Regions from separate parts of the Mus musculus genome. Here regions 1, 2 and 4 are each linked to region 3. A link is a contact called in public Hi-C and promoter capture Hi-C data. All regions are on one chromosome and are shown on one strand. Each heading gives the region's core, a stretch centred on a gene start, on an enhancer-like site or on the middle of the called end of the contact. The rest is flanking DNA. Distances are from core to core; before and after follow the strand shown. Region 1 holds the start of Paf1 (Paf1, RNA polymerase II complex component). Region 2 holds the start of Hnrnpl (heterogeneous nuclear ribonucleoprotein L). Region 3 holds the start of Erf (Ets2 repressor factor). Region 4 holds the start of Plekhg2 (pleckstrin homology domain containing, family G (with RhoGef domain) member 2).

The links. Promoter capture Hi-C pulls out the DNA fragments that hold promoters and counts their contacts. A called contact is a pair of places that touch in the nucleus more often than the background predicts.
Region 1: a contact with region 3 is called in a promoter capture Hi-C map of cranial neural crest. The contact joins the promoter of Paf1 here to the promoter of Erf in region 3. A contact is called at or near these places in 1 of 39 promoter capture datasets (cranial neural crest) and 1 of 484 Hi-C or Micro-C datasets (CD8 T cells).
Region 2: a Hi-C map of uterus shows a contact between it and region 3, with 5 times the contacts expected there. The contact joins the promoter of Hnrnpl here to the promoter of Erf in region 3. A contact is called at or near these places in 2 of 484 Hi-C or Micro-C datasets (B cells and uterus).
Region 4: a Hi-C map of B cells shows a contact between it and region 3, with 6 read pairs. The contact joins the promoter of Plekhg2 here to the promoter of Erf in region 3. A contact is called at or near these places in 3 of 39 promoter capture datasets (the HPC-7 cell line, cranial neural crest and second pharyngeal arch cranial neural crest) and 2 of 484 Hi-C or Micro-C datasets (B cells and CD8 T cells).

Annotation. Positions count from the first base shown.
Region 1 is chr7:28,391,671-28,395,604 of GRCm38.p6, reverse strand. It overlaps Paf1 (Paf1, RNA polymerase II complex component), which reads right to left and starts at 2,609. Exons shown (of 14, transcript NM_019458.3): 1 at 2,351-2,609; 2 at 1,907-1,936; 3 at 470-562; 4 at 66-187. The coding sequence starts at 2,397. It overlaps Med29 (mediator complex subunit 29), which reads left to right and starts at 2,915. Exons shown (of 4, transcript NM_026042.3): 1 at 2,915-3,154. The coding sequence starts at 2,942.
Region 2 is chr7:28,808,656-28,812,220 of GRCm38.p6, reverse strand. It overlaps Hnrnpl (heterogeneous nuclear ribonucleoprotein L), which reads right to left and starts at 1,331. Exons shown (of 13, transcript NM_177301.5): 1 at 1,053-1,331. The coding sequence starts at 1,310.
Region 3 is chr7:25,248,378-25,252,405 of GRCm38.p6, reverse strand. It overlaps Erf (Ets2 repressor factor), which reads left to right and starts at 1,648. Exons shown (of 4, transcript NM_010155.3): 1 at 1,648-1,827. The coding sequence starts at 1,806.
Region 4 is chr7:28,370,331-28,374,222 of GRCm38.p6, reverse strand. It overlaps Plekhg2 (pleckstrin homology domain containing, family G (with RhoGef domain) member 2), which reads left to right and starts at 1,561. Exons shown (of 19, transcript NM_138752.2): 1 at 1,561-2,363; 2 at 2,978-3,108; 3 at 3,726-3,892. The coding sequence starts at 3,000. n-TIaat16 (a tRNA gene) reads right to left here and starts at 1,224; the gene lies at 1,130-1,224.

The DNA of each region.
Region 1 (3,934 bases), core at 1,360-3,859, 3.1 Mb before region 3:
CATGAGGGATACCCAGGCCTGGCCTTTGCTGGCCTGGAACAGACCCTCCCTGTCTCCCCACACACCATTGGGATCAATGCGGTAGGTGTCAGGGTTGATGAGATCAATGGTGACCCCCAGATCTGGCTCAGTCAGGAGGTCATGTTTGTGCTGTTTCTCCAAGGAGGTTGCTTTGTACTGAACAAACCTAGAAGGGAAAACATGACTGTTACAGTTTTATGATCCACCCTCACGCCCCAACATGCTCCCTTCCTAGAAGCTAAGCTTCTATGGAGAGGAACTCTGAATGCAAGCGTCCAGCATTGGCAACTTCTGAGTAAGAAGGGTATTGCATACTGCTTTCTCTATTAGTAGTTACTGAGCACCTCCTATGTGCCAGTCCGAGGAAGGTTGAGGCAATGAAATAAGCAGTCCTTGCCATCAATGAACTATTTTTTAGTAGTTTTTCCATTCTTGAATTCAGTCCTACCTGTTCTGGTCGAAGGGGTAGGTGATGAACTTGGGGTCAAATGGGATGTCAGGAAGGCTATTGCAGTACTTGACTCGGCAGACTACTCCAGACCTAAGAAAACAGAGGCCCAGAACTAGGTCTTGCAGACCTATAGAAATAACTTCAGCAGTTAAGAGGGAGTATTTATTCTGCAGAGGACCCAAGTTTGGTTCCTAGCACCCACATCAGGCTGCTGACAACCACCTGTAACAAGGGGAACCTGACACCTGTGACCTCTGTAGGCAGCTACACAAACATGTACATACTTACACATCTAATTAAAAATATAAATGGCTTAAGTTGGTGGCACAGGCCTTTAATCCCTGCACTTGGGAGACAGGCAAATCACTTGAGAGTTTAAGCTAGTGATGGTTTACATAGTGAGTTCCAGACCAGTCAGTGATACAAAGTGAAACTCTTGTCTCAAAAGAATTAATAGTACCCACACTTTAATACCAGCCTTGGGGAGGCAGAGGCAGTGGATCTCTGAGTTTGAAGCCAGTCTGCTCTACAGAGTGAGCGAGTGAGTTCCAGGACAGCCAGAGCTACACAGAGAAACTCGGTCTTGAAAAAAGAAAGAGTAGTAGTAACAATTTTAAAAAACAGGCTCGAAGAGCTGGTGAGATGGCTCAGCGGTTAAGAGCACTGACTGCTCTTCTGAAGGTCCTGAGTTCAAATCCCAACAACCACCTGGTGGCTCACAACCACCCGTAATGAGATCTGACGCCCTTTTCTGTTGTGTCTGAAGACAGCTACAGTGTACTTATATATAATAATAAATAAATCTTTAAAAAAAAAAAAAGCGCACTGATTGCGGCTTCCAAAGGTCCTGAGTTCAAATCCCAGCAACCACATCGTTGCTCACAACCATCCATAACAAGATGTGACCCCCTCTTCTGGGGTGTCTGAAAACAGCTACAGTGTACTCACATATAATAAATCTTTAAAAAACAAACGGGCTGGAGAGATGGCTCAGCAGTTAAGGTCCTGAGTTCAAATCCCAGCAACCACATGGTGGCTCACAACCATCTGCAATGAAATCTGATGCCCTCTTCTGGGGTGTCTGAAGACTGCTACAGTGTACTTACATACAAACAAACCCTGCCTCAAGCTGACAAGATACCTCAGCAGGTGAAAGTGCCTGCTGTCCAGCCTAAGGAAATGTCTTTAGACTGCCACTCAGAGCTAAGGTGTGTACAATTTAAACACACACACACACACACACACACACACACACACACAACCCTAGGCCTGTGCTGCTGGGCACATAAGGCTGCAATCCCGGCACCCATGAGACTGGGGCACAAAGACCAGTCTGGGCCACTTTATGAGATTCTCCAAAGCACAAAAAAGGCCCCCTAACCGCCTCCCCTGTTCGTGTTCCACCCCTCCTGGAAAACGGAGCTGGGAGCTTACCTCTCAGGCAAGGTCCGGTGGGAATTGGGCCTGGTTTCGGGGAGAAGAGAGAGAGAGAGAGAGAGAGAGAGAGAGAGAGATGTCAAGAGTTGGCCATGTGAGTGGAAAGGCCGGCCCCCGAATTTCTGAAGGAGTGATGGTGATGATGGTGATAAAGCATGAAGCCAGATGCTCAATCCCCTGAGGAGAGCAATCCAGAAGCTTCACTGAAGGAGACTGAGGTCTGACTCCCTCCCGCAAGGTGCAATTCCGAAATTGAATAGCAGGGGACCAGGAAGCGACCGCAGAGCCCAGGGGGGACCGCCCCTTCATCGGGGGTGAGCGCTGCGCGACCTCGGGGGCCGACCTGAGGGAATCAGTGATGTCGCAAGCAGCCCCCCTCGGCCTAGTCCCCAGCTTGCAGCTCACAAAACAAAATGAAGCGGCAGGTGACAGGAGACCTACCTGTGGCCATCTTCCCTCTGGGCCTGGGTCTGGATGGTGGGCGCCATCGCGACCAGGCGACGGCGGCGCGGTAGGCGTCCTCGCTGGCCGCAGGCGGACGCTGAGTGGCGTACCGACTTTGAGAGACGCCGGATCCAAGGACAGGCTCCCGTAGACGCCGGGCTCCGCGGGGAAAGGGGATGAAGTGGGCCGACGAGAAGGGCTCGGGTGTGACTGAAGTAAGAGCACAGACAGCGTCGGACACAGACTTGCAGCTCCCGCTCCGACTGCTACCAAGACGCAGAAGACTAGACAGGTCGCTCCTGGCCGCAAGGCCTTCAGGGAAATAGAGTTTGGTCAGTCCTTCACAGTGATTGGCGAGCTGTGGGTGAAGGGGCGGAGCCGTGGGGGAACTCCTCTTATGATTGGCGAAAAGATATTCCACTCATGGCCTCGGATTTGGGAGGGCGGAGAAAAATGCATATCCTCTTCTCCCATTGGCTAATCTGTCGGTAAGGCATGGCTAACTAGGAGGTCAGCCAACTGAAAAAGCTGAGGAGCTACCGGAGCAGACGCATTTATGACGCATTTCCGGCGTTCTAGCGGAGGAAAATGGCTGCGCCCCAGCCACAGGCTGCAGCGGTTTCCTCTGCGTCTGGTGTGTCAGGCCCGGGTTCTGCCGGGGGTCCGGGTCCCCAGCAACAGCCACAACCGACCCAGTTGGTGGGTTCTGCCCAGAGCGGGCTCCTGCAGCAGCAGCAGCAGGACTTCGATCCTGTGCAGCGCTACAAGATGCTCATCCCGCAACTGAAGGAGAGTCTCCAGGTGATGGGCCCTGCGCGGGGAGCAAGAGGGGCTGGCTGGCGGGCGGGCGGGCTCCGGGGACGAGCGCCGAGGGGCTGTTTGTTGAAGGAGAGATCGTAGGTCGGGAAGAGAAGACAGACTAGCTGTGTTGTGTTTGTGTCTAACCAAAGTGAAGCTCCGGTCAGCTGTAGTGGTGGCGCGTTCTTAATCCCCGTGCTGGGACAGCAGAGGGGGACGGATCTGAGCTCGAGGCCAGTCTGGTCTATAGAGTTCCAGGCCGACCAGGGTCTACATAGTGAAACCCTGTGGAGAGAAAGGAGATGAGGATGAATGACAATTTTTGTTTGTTTGTTTTTTTTTGTTTTTCGAGACAGGGTTTCTTTGTATAGCCCTGGCTGTCCTGGAACTCACTCTGTAGACCAGGCTGGCCTCGAACTCAGAAATCCGCCTGCCTGTGCCTCCCAAGTGCTGAGATTAAAGGCGTGCGCTACCATGCCCAGCATGAATGACAATTTTAACTGTGTATGGTAGTGCAAGCCTTTAATTCCTGCCTTCTGGAGGCAAAGGAAGGTAAATCTTTTGAGTTCCAAGACAGCCTTGGCTACACAGAGAAACCCTGTCCCAAAAAACTAGATGGAAGTGGGGGAGGCAGGAGGAGAAGAGTAAAAAGAGAAACCGTTCTGGTTAAGTTCCGTGCAGAAGTACGGCCTAAGTGTCATTTCAGTCCATGATGACTAGATAAAGGGTATGTCCAGGAAGCTATTAGTGGTAATTCCAAACGAGAGCAGGTTACTGAAAAAT
Region 2 (3,565 bases), core at 82-2,581, 3.6 Mb before region 3:
GTTCTCTCCTTCCACCTCATGGGCTCCCGTTGTCTAGCTTGGCAGTTAACTTACCAGACTCAACTAAAATGTCTTCCAAATCCTTGAGAAACCTAACACTGTAACAACAGGGAGAAGCTGATAAATGCATGAGCAGCAGCCTCATCAAGAGGGCACTGTTTGTTTGGCTTTTTGATAAGTCTCACAGCCTTGTCTGTCCTGGAATTAACTATGCATAAGAGGCTGGCCTCAAACCAAAGAGATTAAAGGCCTGTGACTCCGTGCCCACCGGAAGGACTTTAATAATAAACTTTTAAAAGGAATGCAAACTGCATCCTAACCCAGACACCATAATTGTGACCTTCAGAAGACTAAATAGGCTGAAAGACTCTATGCATAGCCACAGGACCATAATACAGTTTAGTTTATAAATGCCCCAATCCTGGAGCCCTAAGCAAATCGAGTGATAATTTCTAAGCTTGGCTCAATTCCCAAAGTTAAATCTGCCTTTCACAAATCGTCTTCCGTTTTTCAATGCACACAGTAAAAGAAGTTAAACAGTTTAATCTGGGCATTATAATTTTATAATTTCATCAAGTGAACTTCTATATGGAAACGACCATGATTAAAACTGCGACGGGGCGACTCGGTCAGGCCACCGCCCACCCGCTTCCCGCTCGCTGGCTGTGGTTGTAGAAACGCGCTTGCGCATAGGGACACGGAAAGAAGAGGAAAAAAAAAAAGATAAAGAAGTGAGGAGAAAAAAAAAAAACGGCCCGACCGCGTGCCTAGGCCCCCCACATGCCGGCCCGCGGCGCCTGCGCAGTGCGGTGCCTGCAGAGCCAGCCGCTTCCTCCGCCCCCTCAAGCCCCGCTTCGGATTGTGCGCACGCGCAAGCGCCTGTCCTCGCGCAAACCCCGCCGTTTGCCCAACGCCTGCCCCTCCCCCACCCACCAAAAAAGCGCGAGGGCTGCAGCGCCTGCGCAGAGATTTTTCCCCCCTGTGAAAAATAAATAGCTTTTTAAAGTACGAAATTTCCCCTTCCTTCCGGGAGTCTAAAGCCCCAGCCTCACCCCGCCGCCGCCGCCCGCCGCCCCGGAGCCTCCGCCGCCGCCGCCTCCGTGCTGGTCGCCGGCGTTTTCAGTCTTCAGCCGTTTAGGGGCTCGGCCTCCCTCGTTGCCGCCGCCGTAATAGCGACCACCGCCACCTCCGCCGCCCGCAGCCGCCATCTTCACCATCGCTCCCGCCCGCCTCAGCTGCTCGTCCGGCTGCTGCCTCTGCTCGAGCCGCCGACGCCGCTTCTCCGCCCGGGGCAGCAGCCTCCGCGACATGGCGGCGCAGAACCCGCCTCCCCCCGCCTCTCATTGGGGGAGGGACACGCCCGTCACTCGCCGCCCCCACCCGATAGGGGGAGCCACTGGCCCTATCTTGGGGGGAGGGGAAGTTTCCTCACGGTTCATTTCTATTGGATAGGACGCATGCCGTTCTATTGGAAAGACCGCCTCTGTTCGCCAATCGCACTCCTTATAGGTGAACGCTTCTTGCCAGTCATTCCGCCAGGCCCCACCTCCTTAAAATAAACTCTGATTTAATAGGCCAGATTTTTGGGATCGCTCCGCCTTCCCACAAACAGTAAATGGAAGTGGGCCTCCGAAGCTCCGCCTCCTTCCCGCTCTCATTGGTTTCCTAGCTAATCGGTCACTCTGAAATCCTTGCGTTTCCCAGTCACAACGACCATCTTCCCGCGCCACTCCGCTGGGATACAAGAAAGGCCTTCCCTTCTGTGTTCCTACAATTGTTCCCCCAGGTGCCCGTCTCGTACGTCAACACTCGATTGGTCAATGAAGAGTGGAAAGAATGCCCTATTGCCAGATGGTATAGGACGACTGATAGCTTCTGATTGGTGAAAAAGGAGAGCCCGTAGGCTCTCTGTGGCGCAATCTAGGAACCGGTCCCGAGAGAGCGCATGCGCTCCTGTACTTTTGGGGGGGGGGGGGGGCTTCAATAGAAGAGGTGACTTTAAGGGATACAACTACTCGAGTACCCGAACGGTCTTTCGCGCGTCTGTTGTTTGCAAGCTCCGGAAGTCTAGAGCAAGACAACAATTTGCAGCAGCTATAACCCATTAGAACGTTTACTTCACCTCTACCCTATCCTAAGCTGGAGGTTATTATTTTTAAAAGAACCTTCAAATCTGAGCACTTCTCACTAATAAAACACTCATTGATTGCCATGTGACTTTGGACCCTGGCAGGCACCGTCATTTCACTCTAAATTCAGTCATGGTGGTAGATCTTTATAGTTCAACTCGGTTCGCACTTGGCAACTGAGCACCCTGCGTCCTCCAGAGTGCTCTGTGGCTTAGACTCGCTACTTGGAGACTGCTCTGAAGCGATTGTCTCCTCCCAGGGTCCTGCGAAGCCCGAGAGCTGCAACGCCGACAAGTGCCCGCCGGGGAGCAAGCAGACAGGGAACGTACTGACGGAGGATCCGGATCCCGACCACAGACCCGTCCAGAGGCTTTATGGGGAAACTAGGGAGTCAAGAAGACTCTGGGATGTAGCTCAGCAATGGAACGCTTGCCTAGCACAGACAAGGCGCGTATCTACCCCCACCCCCACCACACGCACGCGCGCGCGCGCACACACACACACACACACACACACACGTCTTGAGACGGTGTAAGACTCACAGGCCGCTTCAAAACGTGCTGTGACACCTTTCCACCAGGTCATTCCCAAAGCGGATATCCGCTTGGTACTAAGTTTGAAATGTGAGTAAAGGCTCAGAGAACAGAACCCCGGGTGTTGGGATAAGTTTTAAGCATGGCGTAGTGGTTGCAAGCCTGTAATGCAGCGCTCTGGAGGCAGGATTGCCTTGAGTTCAGGGCTACCCTGGGATACAAAGGGATTCTCCTAATTAAAAAAGTTTGGAAGCGGTGGAGGCTGGTGAGGATATAAATGGATCTCCAGCCATTTCACTGGACACAGACACTCCAAAGAAGGCCCTCCCAACATGGGGTACGCCGCCAAGGCGTAGCAGGTGACGCACGGGGGGCGGGGAGGCGGCGCTCCCGCAGAAGGGCGGGGTCCCGCGTCTACGTCAGAGACGGTAGTGGGGGAGGGGAACGGGAGGTCTCCTATCCTCCCCCGCGCGGGTCCCGTATGCCCCTCATTCGGGCGTGCTGTCCGCACTAGGCTAAACCCTGTACGGTGCAAGCGGCTCGTAGACTACTCACGCCTGGGGCAGCTACTGGTGCCCACGCCCGTGCCCGCTGCTCCCGCAGCCTGTCCCCCGCCCTCCCGCCGGCGCAGCGACGTGCGTCCCGCAGGTCCCCCCACGCCCCCACATCCCTCCCCGACCCCTTGGCCCTGTCCCCTACCAGCTCGGCGGCGAGCTTGGCCGGCCGTCCGGGATCGAAAAGAGCAGACACTGGGAAGTTTTGGGGGAGGGAGGGGCGGACCTTAAAGGGACCACGACCTCTTTTCACTGGGGGAAAGGGGGCACTGAGGAAGATAACCGAGTCTGGAACGGAATGGGAAGAACGTTGAGCGGCTGTGTTGTTTGAGCTCCGCATTCTTGCTCA
Region 3 (4,028 bases), core at 399-2,898:
CTATTTTAAACAGTGAAGTACAATGGCAAAACTGGAATTGTACAGATCAGGCCTTGAATACTGATCCCAGCACTTCCTTGCTATAGGACTTTGGCAGATTAATTTCCCCTGTAAGAAAGAGCCTTTGGTTCTTAATCTGTGGTAGGGGTTACAATAGCAGGCCCCTCATTGGGATTTTATGAGTATGAAGATGTTACAGACAATGCTTGGCTCCCAGCCTGGCACATCGTGAGCACTAAGAATTGAGAGCTGTTATTGTAACAATGATGATTATTGCTGGACCACGCTGCTCCCAGAGGGTTACAATATCCGTGGGGAGCTGCACTGTCCGTAGGCAAGGTTACATAATTCCCAAAGGGGTGACACTTCCCTGGAGGCCATGGTCTCCCTAAGGAGGAGGCATGAGACTTCTCTCTAGCACCCGTGAGCTGGTTTAAAGGCTGAATAGGAACCCAACAACGGAGAAGTTTGGGTTTGAAGCCTTAAGCACCTATAGCCTGAGCCAGATAGGCCTTCCCTCTTGCTTGCCGCATCTCACGGCTCTGATTCATCATCTTTTCAGTCTCCTAGTCCCCTATCTCTTCCTTTGGTAACTCCGGTTGGTTTATTTTTCATTATTTCCCTGAGACTGTTTAGGTTTAGTTTATGAGAATATAGCTCTGCTTCCCCTCTACCCAGTAGCAGGCTGCCTACCTGCATCCGATCGGTACCCCGATTTCCTGTTTCCCGAGCCTCAGGCTCCATCCATTCCTCCTATCTGCTGCAGCGAACACAGACTTAACACTTCCCCTACGCTCGGGCCTTTGGTCTTAAGCCCTGTCTTCCTCTCTCCTGGCGACCCCCAATGCTCCTCCGGAGCACATTTGTTCAGACTTGGGTCGCCCCCAGCATCCTGGCACTATCTCCGGAACCCCCTGCTCCAGTGTGGAGGTGGGGGTACCTCCGGCCGCGTTCCCAGGACAGCTGCAGCCTAAGGGACAGTGGTGATTGTGGGGGCTCCCGAATGCATTCTGGTCACTTCCTCCCCAGCTGGACTGGGTCTATCAGGAAGGCCAAGACCCCATCTCCACAGGAGTCGAGGGTACAGCCGCCTCCCCATTTCCGATGCTGGGAAATGTTTCCCACCCATTCCACCCCACCCCTGGACAGCTGCCCTCTTTCAGGCTCGGGGTTGAGGGGGTTGGGTAAACTCAGGCTGGGAAATGGCTGTGCTCTTGATCATCCTCCAAGATCCAGACTCCGCCCCCCTGCGGAGAAGACTCTGCCCCTTCCCCACAAAAATTTCTGATCGTCCCCCTTCATATAATTCCTTTCCTCCAAAAAGGTCCCAAAAGAAACTCTGGAGCCAGGAAAGGGCAGAAGAGAGGCAGCAGGTACTGAGTGCTGAAGACTTAAGTTCTTCTGACTTAGAGCCTCCAAGAAGGGTCGTGACCCCCAGGACCTCCCCAGCCCCTCCCTGCCCTTCCTCCCCCCCCCCCCCCCCCCGCCGCGCGGCCCCTTTAAGCCAAGAGCCGGCCGGTCCTCAGTGGCTGCGCGCCGGCAAGCGTGTGTGAGTGCGCGGGAGGGGGCGGGCACAGTGTCTCCATGGCGACGCGGCGGTGACGTCGCCGGCCGGGGGGCGTGGGCGTCCCGGCCCCGGAGTGCGATATTAACCCGGGAGGCGGCGGCGGGGAGGGGAGAGGCTCTGAGAGGCGAGGCCGGGTGCGGCGGCGAGGGCGTCCCAACGGGCGCGGGACGGGACGGGGCAACGCGGGCGCCAGGAGCAGCGGCCCGGAGTTGGGGCGCCTTGCCCCGGGCCCCCCAGCATGAAGACCCCGGCGGACACAGGTGGGGGCGGGGGCAGCACGTGTGGGGGAGACTTGTTGCCCCGGGAAACCGGGAGGGAAAACTTTGGGTGGGGGCTGAAGGGGTTCTGGGGAGCCCGATTGATACCCAGTTCTTGGGGACCCCCAAGCACTCGAGACCTGTTGCTTCTAGAGGCGCGAGCTGGGGTGCTGCCTGGGAGCCCCAATTCTGTGGATCCTTTCGGAATGGTATGGGTGCTGCGGGTGCTGGGCTTTCCCTTCCCGGACTCGGCAACCTGGGTTCTCCCGGGATCACTGGGGTGGCAGAGTCCCCTCCCTGTCGTTCTGTCACGTTGCACTCCGGGGGCCGGGACGTGTGCGGTGCGAGGTGGGGGTTCTGTACAGGGACCCGCTATGCTCGGTTCTGCGCTGCGCGGTCCGGCCCGTGACCTTCACGGCAGCGCGTGCCCAGCACCCGGTGAGCGGGATACGGGATGGCCTGGAGCTGGGCGTGAGAGGGGAACACGGGACTCGGGGTCCGGGCTGCACCGCCCCTCCCCCGTCCGTCTCCTCGCTCCCCCGCCCGGACTGAGTCGCAAAGTTCCAAAGCGCAGCCCGAACGTTCGAAAAAGGAACTTTTTGTTTCCGACCTTAGAACGCGCGGCTTTAAGGTGGCTCAGGGGAGACTTGGGTACCCTCCTCCGGCGCGGGCGGAGGCTGGGAGTTGAGGAGGGTGGGAAAGATGGGGGGGGGGGGGGGAATGCAGAGGCTCTCCCTTCGTCCTTCCCCCTCCCCGATCCTGCGCTTCTTTCAGCGGGCCGTCTTTTCCCTCCGCCCCTCTCTTCCCCGCCAAGTTGCTCCTCCTTAAGGGGCCAGGATTCCCCTCCCCCCCCATCGCCGGGCGGGGGGCAGCAGGATTAACCCCCCCTCCCACTCGGACTTTCCCCCTTCCCCTCCCCCGCCGCCCCCGGGCTCGCACAGGCTGGACTTTGCGCCCGGGCGCGCGGGGGGAGGGGGCCTCGCCGCCCCCTGCCCGTCTGCCCCGTCGGAATCCGGCCCGGGGCGGGGACGAGGGGAGGGGGAAGGGGGCCGGGCGCCGCTGTTCAAACTTGTTTCCTTCCCCCGGCGGCGGCCGCGGCTCCGGCTCCTATGTGCGGGTGTGTGCCCCGACCGGCCCACCCACCCCACCTCCCTGCTCGGCGGGTGGGGGCGGCTCTTAAAGGGCTCGGAGCAGGGCTCCGGCGCCAGGGGATTGGGGCCAAGGAAGGGGGTCGGGAGTGGGGTAGGGGTGTGCAGTGCCATAGGGTCAGTCACGTGCGTCCCACTTACTCCCCACTCCCCGACTCCCACAGGCTCGTGAGCTGCCGGGCCCTGGGGGCAGCAGGAGCCTCGCCTCACCGGGGAGGGGACCAAGGCGCCCAGACAACCCCGCCTTGTCTTCCCTCTATGTTACGGGCCTTGGCTTGACGGAACCTGTAGGGCCACTGCAACCCTGTCTGGGGTCCCAGTCATGTGTAGATTCTCAAGGGAAGGCGAGAGACCAGAACGGCCTCGAGGTCGGTCTGTTTCTCCGACTGCTGGCCACTGCTAGCCCTTCCATCCGATCCTCCATCCCGGCGTTTTTCTGCTCCGCCGTGGCTGTTTCCCACTTCCTGTTTTCTTCCCGGCTCTGGCGCCATCGAGGTCTGCCTGGAGTGGGGGAGGTGTTGAGGCCCCCCGGGAGGCAGATGTATTTTTCCTCAAACCCCCCCCCCCCAATCTGACCCCTATATTCCCATAAAAAGTTTAGGCAGTCATGTTAAGTTGGGGATTGTTTCCCAGAACTTATGTCCCGACCCAGGCTTGCACAGTCTGGGATATCCAGGTGTGCCTTCTGGGACCCAGCCATCATGTCCTTCCTGTCTGCAGCTACCTCTACACCCTGTCTGCGTTTCTGGAGCCCTTCTCTCAGTGCAGCTGCTTTCTTAAAGCCTCACTGGACCCCCATGCTCGAGAGGTCTTGCACCCTCAAGCTTTCTTGCTGCAGAGCTGGTGTTTCCGTGATTTAAGCACGTGGACCCGTATACAACACACACATGGTCTCCTTGCCCGTGCCTGGCTCCTGGCTCCAAGGCCTGGGGAACAGAGCCCCATTGAGACACCCTGACGTCACCCCCACTCCGTCCCCTCCCCAAAGCTGGGAACAGGCCCTCGTGTATGCTGTGTCCGATGAGGAAAGCCGGTACTAGGGTGGTGCTGGGGTGG
Region 4 (3,892 bases), core at 312-2,811, 3.1 Mb before region 3:
CACAAAGGTCAAAATCCTCACCACAGCCAACAGCCTGCATCTCCACACCCCCACCTCTTCTCACCTGCTCCACGAACACACCCATCTTCAGCCTTAGAGTGTTATCTGGAACATCTCTCTGGTGTTCCCATGGCTCCTTCCCCTCCTCCAGGTGTCTGTCTGTTCAAAGATCTCCCCTGGGGCCGGAGAGATGGATCAGCAGTTAAGAACACTGGCGGCTCTGACAGAGCACCTGGTTTGATTCCCTGCACCATAACCCTCTGAAACTGCAGTTCCAGGGGATCTGCCGCCCTCCTCCAGTCTCTTTGGACACCAAGCATGAACATGGTACACAGACACACTTGCAGGCCAAACACCCATACACATAAAATAAAAACAGTCCATCCATGACAGCTATGATAATCTGCATCCCACCCTACTTATCCATACTTATCAGTAGCTAATCTAACGATACAGTTACACTCCCAGATGGTGAGGGAGCCAGGAGTTTAGGCCAGTCTGGGTAACATAGGGAAAGTCAAATTTTAAAAAAAAGTACTTAATTCGTAGACTTTCAGTACTCAGTCTCCTTAGTAAAAAGTCAAGTCCTCAGAGACAGAGGATACAGTTCCTAGTGAGTGGTCAGTAAAAAAAAAAAAAAAAAAAAAAAAAATCTGTTCAGAAACCTGTAGAAGACAAATATCCATAAAGAGTGTGTTGTAAGCATCCATCCATCCCTGGGATCTGAGATTTGGATTTTATCTGACGCCCAGGCCATCTAATAAGAGACGTTATTGCCCTCTGGCGACCAGAATAGAAACTGCAACTTTGGGACTGTTCCACAGACCATTGCAAAAAATTCACAAAGAAATGTTCATTCTTCAAAAATTCTGTAGTTTCCGGGTACAGTGACGCACGTCTTTAATACCAGTACTAGGGAGGCAGAGGCAGAGGCAGAGGCAGTGGCAGGCGCTCTCTGTGAGTTCGAGGCCAGCCCGGTCTACATAATGACTTCCAGACCAGCCAGAGAGTTACATGGTGAGACCCTGTCTCAAACAAGCCAAAACATTTGATTGAAATTATAAAATGTGAAGACTTCTAAACTGATGAGAGAACACCAGAAAAGAGGTAGATGAGTTAAAAAAAGAAGTGCTCCAGGTGAGGATCGAACTCACAACCTCGGCATCGCTTACGCCTAGCACTGACATATAAGTACCGCGCGCTAACCGATTGCGCCACTGGAGCTCCGGCCGCACCCTCGCGCCACAAAGTCCTTCAGTCAGTTGTAGTCGCAGGACTTTGTTGAACGGCTCGGCCCAACATTGCATATGCAAATATAAAGCCCGCCGATCGACCAATAAGAACAAGAGTGTGAGACTATTCCAGATTCTCACGCCTCCTGGGCCCTTGCTGTAAAAGGTAAAAAGTCCTCCCGGCTCTAGGCTCTTGGAATGTGGGCGGTGACTCGCCGTTGGAACCGCTTGCTTGCAATTATTCAGAGTAGGGGGCGGGGATTTTAAAAGCCTTTACGGGAGGGCGTGCCGGAAGGCGGCCCCTCCCCCCAGCAGGCGGGAACAGGATGTGAGCCGCGGCGGCGGCAAAGGGGAGGAGAAGCCTTGGGCGGCCGCCCCCCGCCCCACATCTGGGACCCGACTCTCCCCGCCCCAGATGCGGCGTTGCCGCTGCCCCCAGAGCCCCAGGACACTCATCCCGGAGCCCGAGGCGTTCATAGTCTTGGGCCCAGGCGTCCGGGAACTCTGTCCCGCGTTTTAAGAGACCCGCAAGTCCCGGCTCCCGCAGAGGGGCCGGGACCTCTGATGTCCAGCGCCCCCTCCTGGAGGAGCCCGGGGCTCGGGAAGTCAGCCCCGAGGCTGGAGGCCCGTCCCGTACCCGGCTTCGAAGACCGTAGGATCTGTGGCCGTGCATCCTTCCCACGGGGTCCCAACTCTGAGTCCAAGACCCCCTCCTGGAGCCACTTGGGGACAGGACCTCGCGCCTCGACTTAGGGCTGCAGCATCCATCACCTCCAGGAGACCGAGGAGTTAGCCAGTCCTTGCGGTCCCTCCCGGAGGTGACTTCACTCCTGCCCCTCGGGTTCTGGAAACTCTGGAATCCCGGTGCTCCCGACAACACACAGCCCTACCTAGAAGACTGAGGAGTTTGGGTCCCCAGCGCCCTGGTCTGAGACTCGAGTAGAGGGTTGCAGCATCTTCTATTTAGAACACCGAGACTTCGGACTCCGGATCCCAACTCTCCCCGGATTCTGGAGTCCGAGAACCCCAAGTTCACGACCTTAAGTCTGGGTTGTGAGCCTCCCCAGGGATCGCGCGTTACGGTCCAGACGCGCGGGACTCCCGACCCCAAGGCCCGTGGCTCCCCGGGAGGTGAGGGGAGCGAGGGGCCCGGGGCTGGGGGAGGGGGCGGCGCCGAAGCGGAACAATGAGGGGGCGTGCCGGCGGGGGGTAGCGGAGGCGCCGGCTGGAGTTGGGGGCTGCAACTGCACAGGGGAGAATCCAACGGTGGGGACCGCGGTTGGGGCGCCGAGGGACCGACTGGAGCTGGGTGGAGGACTCGGGGCCAGCGCCCCAGTACGCCGTCTTGGGCGGGGTAAGGAACAGTCTGTAGGACCCTGGCATCCGGTCCCCCAGCCTCCGCCCTCCCCTGGGACCCCGCGGCCTCTCCCGCCCACGGTTTTTCCCAGCCCTGCCCCTCGCCCTCAGCTTCAGCCTGAGCCTGAGAGTTCCCAGGATCCCTGAGCCTTGGGAGGGGGGCCCCCAGACAGATGGGACTTGCAGACTCAGGCACTTTTGCTGTCTTCGTTCTTTGTCTCAACCTTTTTCCATCTTTGGCTTGTATTCTCAGCCCCTTCTTCCTGTCACTTTGTATCTTCTTGGGGCCCCTCCTTGAGTTTAGATCAGCTTCCAGCACCCTATCTGTGAGTAGGAGCGGCCGAGAGACCGGTGAAGTCTAGTTCCCAAGAAGTGGGTCTCTTCTGTAGGTCGGAGTTGTGCCACTCAATCATGCCCGAGGGAGCCCGGGGATTGAGCCTGCCCAAACCCAGCCTTAGGCTCGGGTGTGGCCACCAAGGTGAAGTTTGCGACTGCGCAGCAGTGAGTGACACTCCAACAGGTGAGCAGCCCAGACAGGTGGAGCCTGTGGGCATTTGTCCCTTCCTTCAGGACAATGAGCATCCCTCTATAGCTGGCCTAGTGCTGAGCATGGCCAACATAGCCCAGCCCTGTCACCACGGAGGAGACTGCTAAGCTGAGAATTCAGGAGAAAGGAGTTGGACTCAAAGAAGAATTCTGCATGCAGGGAGCAGTATGTGCAGAGGCTCACAGCTGCACCTTTAAGTAACTGGACAAAGTTGAGTGTGAAGAGGTGGGGGGCTGTTGAGAGCTGAGTGGTGGAAAGGGAACTGGGTGAAGGGTTCTACCATGGCTGCATTAGATGGGGCCCCGTGCGTGTGAGGAATTTGGACTTGAACATAAAGGGCCTGTGCTTATGTGAGTGACAAGGTCAGTTGGGCAGATTCACAACGATAGGTGTGGTTGATGGAAGATGTGAATAAAAGCACTGGAGGTTTAGGTCCCAGAGAGGAAGGAGCATTGATAGGTACTGAATCAGACTGGAGAAGTAGAGGAGTGGAGCAGAGACCTGTGGGGACTGTCACCTGAGTGTGGGTGACCATGGGGACCGTAAGACCGTGTGTCTGGGAAGCCCTGACCACTTGCTCCCTACCTCAGCAGCGCAGGCAGCCACCACCATGGCTTCTCCAAGGGGTTCTGGCAGCTCCACTTCGTTGAGCACTGTGGGCTCCGAGGGGGACCCATCTCCAGCCTGCTCAGCCTCCAGGCCAGAGCCCCTACCGGAGCCCCCCATACGCCTGCACCTGTTGCCTGTGGGAATCCAG